Regions from separate parts of the Gossypium hirsutum genome. Here regions 2 and 3 are each linked to region 1. The links are chromatin contacts, called in public Hi-C maps. All regions are on one chromosome and are shown on one strand. Each heading gives the region's core, a stretch centred on a gene start, on an enhancer-like site or on the middle of the called end of the contact. The rest is flanking DNA. Distances are from core to core; before and after follow the strand shown.

What was found. Hi-C and Micro-C count contacts between places; a contact is called where the count stands out from the background.
Region 2: a contact with region 1 is called in a Hi-C map of leaf, with 2.1 times the contacts expected there. The contact joins the promoter of LOC107897138 here to the promoter of LOC107897134 in region 1. A contact is called at or near these places in 2 of 34 Hi-C or Micro-C datasets (callus and leaf).
Region 3: a contact with region 1 is called in a Hi-C map of leaf, with 2.7 times the contacts expected there. The contact joins the enhancer-like site here to the promoter of LOC107897134 in region 1. A contact is called at or near these places in 2 of 34 Hi-C or Micro-C datasets (both in leaf).

The regions. Positions count from the first base shown.
Region 1 is chrA10:70,241,297-70,244,185 of Gossypium_hirsutum_v2.1, forward strand. It overlaps LOC107897134 (succinate dehydrogenase subunit 3-1, mitochondrial), which reads right to left and starts at 1,564. Exons shown (of 3, transcript XM_016822480.2): 1 at 1,200-1,564; 2 at 1,059-1,091; 3 at 222-976. The coding sequence starts at 1,359. The coding sequence ends at 564.
Region 2 is chrA10:70,373,225-70,376,465 of Gossypium_hirsutum_v2.1, forward strand. LOC107897138 (ER lumen protein-retaining receptor) reads left to right here and starts at 1,277. Exons shown (of 6, transcript XM_016822484.2): 1 at 1,277-1,597; 2 at 2,649-2,914; 3 at 3,093-3,208. The coding sequence starts at 1,507.
Region 3 is chrA10:70,062,046-70,065,255 of Gossypium_hirsutum_v2.1, forward strand. No RefSeq gene overlaps it. Among protein-coding and RNA genes, the nearest start is that of LOC121208422, 22 kb to the left of the region's middle. Within about 2 kb of position 1,961, at least 3 of the 9 cell types and tissues checked have an H3K27ac peak or open chromatin away from gene starts, as enhancers often do. A contact at or near this core is called in leaf, where this site is marked.

The DNA.
Region 1 (2,889 bases), core at 314-2,813:
TATAGAAAACTTGGGACTAAAAAAATCCAAAGAACTAAACTTGTTAAAAGGAAAAACAAAATCTCTAACAATAACAATTTAATAAATTATAATGTAACCTTCTCGATTTACTAATCAATCTTACATTTAAGTCAATCCTATCACAGTTCACAATCACTTTCAGAAAGAGTTCACACATTCAAAGCTTGGTGTTTGTTAACTACGGAGGATGATAAGCACAGTTTAAACTCCGAATCAAAGCTCATACTATTCAAAGGGGAACGGTTAATGGTTACAGCTCTCCCAATCAAAGATTTAGCAGAATCCATCGAATCAAACCACTAATTCAACAAAGATCACTATGTTGACAAGTTCAAAGATGCTTTTGGCATTAACAAGGTTTTCTTTTTACTCAACACCAAGGTTCCATTTATTCCAAAAAAAAAAAACCATTAACACATTCTTTATTTTGCCAAACAAAGTGCTTACCTAAACCCAGAAAGGCCCAGACAAAATAAAAACTTACCAAGCCAGCAAATCAGTCGATTTGAAGCTGAATCACATCCTTTCCTCCTCACCGTTCTTCACCTCAGCTTTCCCGAAAAATCCGCCAATAAATGACGAACCCCATAACACAGATGATAGGAAACGGCCAATGCAGCAATTGATACGGTAACTGGGGCAAGTTTTGCTGAATAAAAGAAGAATTGGTAGAAATTCGAATAGGTGAAGCAAACTGAACCCATTTTCAGAGAAAGAAGATAAGAGAACAAAAGTGCAGTAGTTAGGAAAACCCCGGAGATCCTGTTGGTAATTGAAAGAGTCGCAGAAAGTTGTGGCTTATAAATAGGAAGATGAGGAGATAACGGGCGAAGGTTTGATTCTTTGGCCTCGCTCCCAAGCCCTGGAATGTCACGGGATGTGGAGAGAAATCGATTCCCCTTGACTTGATCCATCATGTTCAGGCTCCTTGTTGGAGACAAAGGATCAAACACATCTGCAGGAATTTTTTTCTTGAGGGGGCAAAACGACTGAATTATAATTTTATAATTTCAGTAAGAACTAAAGTGAAAATTTACCTTTTTTGGCCCCCTGGCGCCGCCCCTGCAGATCTGCAGCATAGAAACCGGAAGGGCCAAAATCAGCATCAATTTTAGATAATCAAAAATTAAAAAGAAGGGAAAGAAGTCGAAATGAAAAACAGATGAGTGGACAAGTACCTGAGAAGAAACCGTCAGCACGACGGCGATCATCGTGGTCATCAGGCGTGGCGGCGTTGGTATTAAAGAGTCTGGAGGTGGATGGAGCGATGGCGACGCGTAAGGAGTTAGGGAGGATGTTGGATGAGACGAGCCTCTTAAGAGCTAGAGAAGAAGCCATTGCTAAATGGAAGAGTCTCAAAATTGCTTAGCCTGCAGAAAAGAAACACGGAGTGAAACGGTGGGGTTATATAATGGAAGGAGGAAGCTGCTCTGCAAGAAAACATAAATAGATATTATTGGGCTTAGGCCTATTTAGGTTCGGTTTTAGGGTTTAAGCCTATTTGGATTCGGCGTTGACATGATATACAAATTTTGGATCAATTATGTGGCAATCTAACAATTCCATAATTTATTTCAAATATTCATCATTTCCTAAAGTAACCTTTGGAAATCTATGTACCTATAACTTTAGAAACCAATCACCTTATCCTTTAACCATCCATTCATGCGAATAGAGTATGTTTTATGATTAATCGTTTATTTCTCTAGAAAGCACCTAACACTTAAATATAATTATTGTTTGTTGTTACTTTGTTGGTCATTGAATTATTCACAAGTTTTTATTAAAATTATTGGGTTATTAAAATCGATCTTAAATGGCTTTCTTTATTCGCACTATCTATACCAATCGAAAGCTTTTATTCCGTTTCTCTTCTATTGTTGAGTGCTTTTTCATGAAACAACTTTGAACATCACAAATCTACAAACCAAAATTCAAACAGTTTTTTCTTTAATCTCCTACACTGACCGCCAGATAGACTTGGATCTAAGTTATGTTCTTCTACTCATCGATAGGTACAGATCCACCCTCTCGATCGTCAAATCGTCACTTGGAGCTTTATGGCAGAACTTTTAAAAAAAACTTAATACTCTAGTGACTTAAATAAAATATTTTGAATAGTTTAGTGACTTAAATGAAAACTTTCGAATAATTTAGTGATCAAATTATAACATTTTTTGAATTAAGTAACCAAAACAAAAACTTACCTATAATTTAATGACTAATGATATAATTTACCCTATTTTTTTCTCAGCAAATTTTTTACATAAATTTAAAGAGTTTATGGAAATGTAAATATATAGGAAAATGGCAACTCATCCCTTTTCATCATATTTGATTCATTAATCTATACACCAGTTGTATGATTATTTATATATTTTGTAAAAGGATTGATTAATGTCGAGTATGCCTCGTATTTAAGCATTAATAGTGTGTGACGTCGCAACGAAGAGGAGCTCTTCGTTCCGATGACGTGACCATACTTCATCACGACGAAAAGAAAGCCACGTCGCAATGTAGCGACGTGTTTCTCAATTTTCTGAGTTTACTTTCTTTCAGTTAAAAACTATTTTAGTTCCCCGCTTGAATGTTGATTAGTGTAGATTATTTAATATTATTAACTTTTACAAGCTTTCAGGAAATTTTGTGTTTAAGTTTCGAATGTTCTTATTTTCGGGCTTTAGGGTTTAGTTTTAATCTTCATCTTTATTCTCTTCGTTTTTGCCGATTTAGTAAAATTATCTTTGCCTGTGAATTTTTATCCTCTTCGAAAAAAAATTTCACGTAAAATATTTATAATCGTTCTCTTCAATTTCTTAATTAATTTAATTACTCTTCGTTGCTTAATCGGATTTATCCAAACAATTA
Region 2 (3,241 bases), core at 27-2,526, 130 kb after region 1:
TTATATTCAAATCAAGATTTGATTAAGAATGATTGATAATCAATTTTTAATGAAATTCAATTTAGGAATCATGTGAAAGAAATAAGGACTTGATTTATTTGGTGGGTAAAGATTACGTTTCTGTAGTAAAGAATATGAGAAGAGAGAAAAATAAAGGGGAAGAAGAAAAGGAAAATAAAGAACTAAAAAGAAAAAAATTAAATTGTTCAAAAAAATAAAAATATAGAGAGTAGTTTTAACAAATGAAAAATATAGAAAAATTACGTTGAAAGAAATGAAGAAGGGATAAAAAATTACGTTAAAAGAAATGAAAAATGGAGAAAAACAGAAGAAGAATGAGAAGAGAATGAAAAAAATAAAGAAAAAAATTCAAAGAACATAAAAGAAGAAATTAAATTACTCAAAATGAAAAAAAAATATAGGGACCAATTGTATAATTTAACCTAAAATTTTCGTTTGAAATGATTATTTAACGTGCCACGTCAGATTTTTGTTACACCGTTAATGACAATTAATGCTTAGTGACTAAAATGTTACAACACAATAACGTAGGTGACTAAATCGTAACATTTCAAAAATAAGTGACTAAAATGTAACCTAAGATAAATAAAAGTGACTATTTTGACAATTTACCCTAATATTTTTTATCAACAATTCCATTTCATTTTTAAGCATATGTTATGCGTAATTATAAAATAGATGTGGATAGAAGTTATAATGAAATTGTTACTAAAAAAAAAGTTCAAATTTAGCTGGAAATTGAGTTTTACTAAAACATGAAACTGTTTAAGCAGATTAGAGCATCACCCTTGAGTCTCTACAAGTAAATCCAAGTCATTTTGAGTGTGTGGAGGCCCAAAAGCTTCAAATCTAGGAACTATCCTGGAATTTCCTTACACATACAAACTGAAAATGAAACCCAGCCCATCTAGTAGATATGTTTCGTTTTCCCAAATGTTTATTTTTTGAGTTAATTGCACCGAAATCCTCAAACTCTGACCTTCTTTCAAAATTGATCTCCAAACTTTAGAACATTCTAAATACATCTTTAAACTATCTATCAATCGAGTTCTTTCATTATTAAAATTGTTAATTTTGTAAGATCTTTTGTGATATAATCTTATGTCATATGAAAAAATTTACATGTTATTTAATGGTTAAAATAACAGTTTTAATAATTAAAGGATCTGATTGATATAATATATATAATTTAGAGATGTATTAAAAAGGTTTTAAAGTTTAGTAACCAATTCAAAATTTGTTTGGTGTGATGAACTCATATTTTTCTCTCCCGTGTTCTCGGAAGCCAAAGCAATAAATTATTCCCTGAAAACAAACAAAACTTAAGAAATTAGATGTTTCTATCGCAGATCTACTAAAATTTTCGTCTCAGAAAGAACCTTACCCTGACAGAAGAAAAAAAACAAAAAACAAAAACCATTATCCTACATTCTTTTTCAATTTTTTTTGAATTTAAGAAACTTAGAGAAGAAAGAAAAGAGAAAAATGAACATATTCAGATTAGCAGGGGACATGACCCACTTATTTAGTGTTCTTGTTTTGCTCCTCAAGATTCATACCATCAAATCTTGTGCTGGTACGTCCAGTTTTCAAATATTTACTTCAATGTTCTTCTGGGTTCATTACATTTCACTGCATTTCATTTTGTATTTTTGAATAATTTACCGCTTTAAGATTACAAAAATGGAATTTCAAGGTTATATTGAATGTGGGGTTCTGTTAATTAGTTGTCTTGTTTGAGTTGTTGTACATGGCATTCGATATCCAAACTGGAATCTTGTGAAACGTGGATGTGTAGCTTAATGAAAATGCGACATTTTTTTTTTCCTGTTAGTCGGAAAGGAATTCTTGTATTTTTCTGAATGGGCTTTTAATCATTTGAATGTATATAAATTGTGTATCTGCAGTTTTAGAAGCAAGGATATATGATCATGTAGTACTTTTGTTTTAAATTAAATCAAACTTGGAAACTGTCGTGAACTGAAGACTTGAATACAAGTAATTTGTCACTCCACCATTGGAATCTTTTGCTAGTTGTTGGATTTAATGAAAATATTTAGATAGAGGTCCAAGGGGTTTGTATTAGGTAGATTTGGGAGGGTTCATGGTTTGTTAACCTGAACTTCCTAAGATGGCATCTTATTTTTGCTTGTTTTCCTTCTATCTGTAGCTAGAAATATGTCGGGATTTGAAACAGTACTAGTATTCTTCTGGCTAGGAGATTTTATGGAAATCAAAAGGCAGATTAGATCATGTAGAATTATACTGTAGGTTTGTGGTTTTTATTCTTGCTGGCCTCAGATTTCTTGACAAACTAGATAAACCATATATGATAAGGCCTAAAACTACAGCTGTAGCTGAGGTAGTTTTTGGTTTTTTCTCTTGTTATGAGGAGTTGATTTGGGGTCAATGCTACCTAACTTTAGACTTGCTTGATTGGCTTATGGGGAAGTTTTCTTTTTCTTTTCTTCTTTCCTTTTAAATGTAACTATGGGATAGGATGACAGAAGTATTCATGGGTGGCTATAGCCATTTACTCTTTGGAAGTCAAGGTTGTCACTATAAGAAGTTAGATTTTGATGGCTTTGGATCTTTTATCCTTGATGCGATTTCTTATATTTGTGCAGGCATTTCCTTGAAGACTCAGGAACTTTATGCTACTGTCTTCACTACTCGTTACCTGGATTTATTCACTACTTATATTTCTCTCTACAACACAATCATGAAGCTAATATTCCTGGGGAGTTCTATCTCAATTGTATGGTACATGCGACATCACAAGATGGTTCGTAGATCTTATGATAAGGACCAGGATACATTTCGCCATTATCTCCTTATGCTGCCTTGCCTATTGCTTGCCCTTCTTATAAATGAGAAGTTCACCTTTTTGGAGGTATTGAAATCTTTCTTCATATTACAATCAGGTTGTGTGCTAAATTTATTCTGGTCAACTTAGAAGCTATATTACAGTGTGTTTATACTAATTATTTGTTGAGGGATTATCAGGCTCTATTATTTTTCAGACTATAATTTCATCTATTGGTATTTGTCTCTAAATATTGGTTGAGCAGGTCATGTGGGCATTTTCCTTATACTTGGAAGCAGTAGCCATACTTCCTCAGCTTGTATTGTTGCAAAGGACTAGAAATATTGACAACTTGACAGGACAATATGTGTTGCTCCTTGGGTAAACTCCGCTCTATAAATCCTATACATTTTC
Region 3 (3,210 bases), core at 711-3,210, 180 kb before region 1:
TTATTATAGGGAAGAAGCCCGCAAATATGGATCAGTCAGAATGGAAAGAGCTCCAGGAAAAGTCTCTATCCATTATTCAATTATGCCTCACGAATAATGTATTACAGGAGGTTTTAAAGGAGAAAACAACATTTGCGTTATGGAAGAAATTAGAAATGCTTTAATTGATAAGACTTCCAAAAAGAAAAATTTTCAAAATTTTGAGAAACCTAATTAAAATTTTTAGCTCTGAGTAAAAACTTCCAAAAAGAAAATTTGACAAGACTAATTAAAATTTTCAAAATAGAAGGTTCAATAAAAAATTTCAAATATTCTGACGAAGTTAGTCAAATTTTGAGGAAACATGCCCCCTTGAATCTGTCTCTAGTGGACTTGAAAACTAATAAAATTATTTATTTTTAATTTAATAAACAGAAAAAATATTAAAATATGGCACATTATGAAAAATATAAAAAATTATATTAAAATTAAGTGCTTTAATTGAAATAATTAATTTCAAAGTTTAAAGTTAACATAATATTATTTTATTAAAACATGAAAAAATACTCTTATATTAATATTTATTATTTTATATATAAAAAATATTTTAATATTTTGTAATTGAGTTTTGCATATTGATTGGAGACAAGATTATGAGGAATAGTTGGAATTGGGTGATTGTAGATGATTTTGACTGTCGATGGAATTATAGCAATTGTGATATATTCTGCTTGACTATCCCTCACTATATTCTATTATCCACTTTGTCTCCATCTCCACTTAATTCTCAGATAAATAACAACCTATGTATACTTGTAAAACTCAGTCCACTTATTAAGTCTAAAAAGCTATTACCAAAAACAAAAATTATTAATAATTTCTTTTCCTCAAGAACCGGGTTTATTAGCTTTTAACCAATTTTTTGTGTTTGGTTTTCATGTTACATTGCTGGTTCTTCTTCATTCCATAATTTGTATCACTAAGCCTCAATCATTCAAATCTAAACTAAACTATTTTGTAGTAGACGAATATTTGATAAATAAGTCACAATTTAAGGTTCAAAAAGCCTTACTAATTGACACATGAGTGTATAATATATTGTTTTTTTAGGGATAAATATCAAAATTATACACCTACTTTAATATATAAACTTTGATTTTGTGTAGTTATATACATTAAACTTTAATTATCATTCAAATGTATATATAAAACTTTGATTGTAATTTTGTCCAAAGGATTGTTTTTGTTTTAATGAAAATAAATACAAGCTTAAACAGCTCAGGTAAGACTAGTGTCACGGACCACGGTTCAAAGCCCGTGACCATTACAACAAGAGCGTTCCATAAAGGTCTACCAATTAAATAGGGATCATTTGATCCCCTTCAATTGGTTCGATTCAAAAAAATAAGTAACAGAGTCCATCTACTTGAAGCCTTGGTAGCCCAGTGAAGATTTATGAAAAACTAAGGCTACCTTAGTAGATGGAAAGTAATCTTAGAAGATTGTACGAGATTATAATCTGATAAGATTTGATTATGTAATCTTTAGATAAATATGTAAATCCCTTAAATATAGATAGGCTTTGATCTCGTCTGTTGATATAAAACTAGTTGTACAGTTAGATTTGGGGGAGTTCAATTATAAATAGAGAGCCTCCCCTCATTTGTAATCATCTACTGTATCCTATTCTTTGATTTATAAAATATATTGAGTGTATTTACTCAAACAAGTGGTGTGCATTACTTTCTTATGGCAAGAGAATTTCTATTAAGAATTCTTATTTTACAAGAGTTAAATTGACTTAGATAGATATGAAACTAGAGGCTTGAGATTACCCATTTACATGGCTGTGGAAATTGAAGTAGGAAGAATATTATTTGCTAAAAACACAGCTTGTTAATTGGATTAGCCGCCATTACTGGGCTCAACACCTTGAACATGACCATGAATAATTCGGCCTTAAGCTATTTCACTAAAGCCCAAAATCTACAATAGATTGTTCGCCACCAAAACCAAAAGGATAATATTTCTTTGCTTAAAATATATTGTATACCACAACTTTTACTTTTTAGAATTCTTTTATATTTTGGATTTCTAATTGAATTTTGAAATTTGAAAAATAATAAAAATTAAATTTAAAATTAGTTATAACCTATTAAATTTCTCTAAATCTTCAGGAAACTTATCACCAATTACAGACAGGACAGCACCCAGAACGGTACAACCAAGATTTTATTTTAGTGGAAATTGGCCCAGATTTTATGTTAAATAGAATATTTATATATGGAAATAAAATATTCCAAGACCCGATCTATCAAAGCTATACTTCATGAGCTCCCAATTCACAACAATAATGACATCGAAATTAAGACCCATCAGTGGTGGTTGAAAATTTGAAATGAAATACAATCTCAGCTAAAATTCATTCAATAATCCGTCGATTATTGTGCTTCACCTATCGCCATCATATGCAGATTGTTTCAAGCTACATCATTTTATAGCCTATTTACAATTGTTATACCTTTATCTAATGTGGACAGAGCATCATGAGGGGATATATAGAGGACATTTGTGGATGGCACTCTGCCTTACACCATTTGGCCTTTTTATTTAATAATCACCCGAATCATCTTTCACCTTATTTAATTCTGCTGGTCACAGGGTGACTGACCACCTCAACTGTAACATCCTCACTTTAAAAAGAGAGAGAAGTAGAATATTTTTGGTAGAAGTCCTTAAATAAGTAATCTATAAATAAATAATAGTATAATAAATTATGATCATTTTTAGAGAAGCTGTCAAACATGAAAACATAATGAATTATTAGTAGGAGCATGTGGTTAAGTTAAAAATTTGCTATTGAGTTTAGGGATTAAATTAAATAAGTTGGGAAAGTATAGGAACTAAAGTGCAAGTATTCGATTTTTATTTTGATGGAAAAGGCTTAATGACAATTTTACCATTACTTAAAAAATCAATGATTTTTGATGGATTTTAAATGCTATCTTTTAATCATAATATTTTAATACTTTTATGAATATTTTATTAAGTGGATGCCCATCATGATCCAAATAAAGTTTTAATGTACTTATACGAGCTTACTAAGCATTCATTGCTTACATAGTTATTTTTCTTTATTTTATAGGTGAAGCTCGATCTGTTGGAAGTTCGTCGAAGACCTATCACACTATCCAATAGATAATTCGATAGTTTTTGAATAATTTGGCTAAG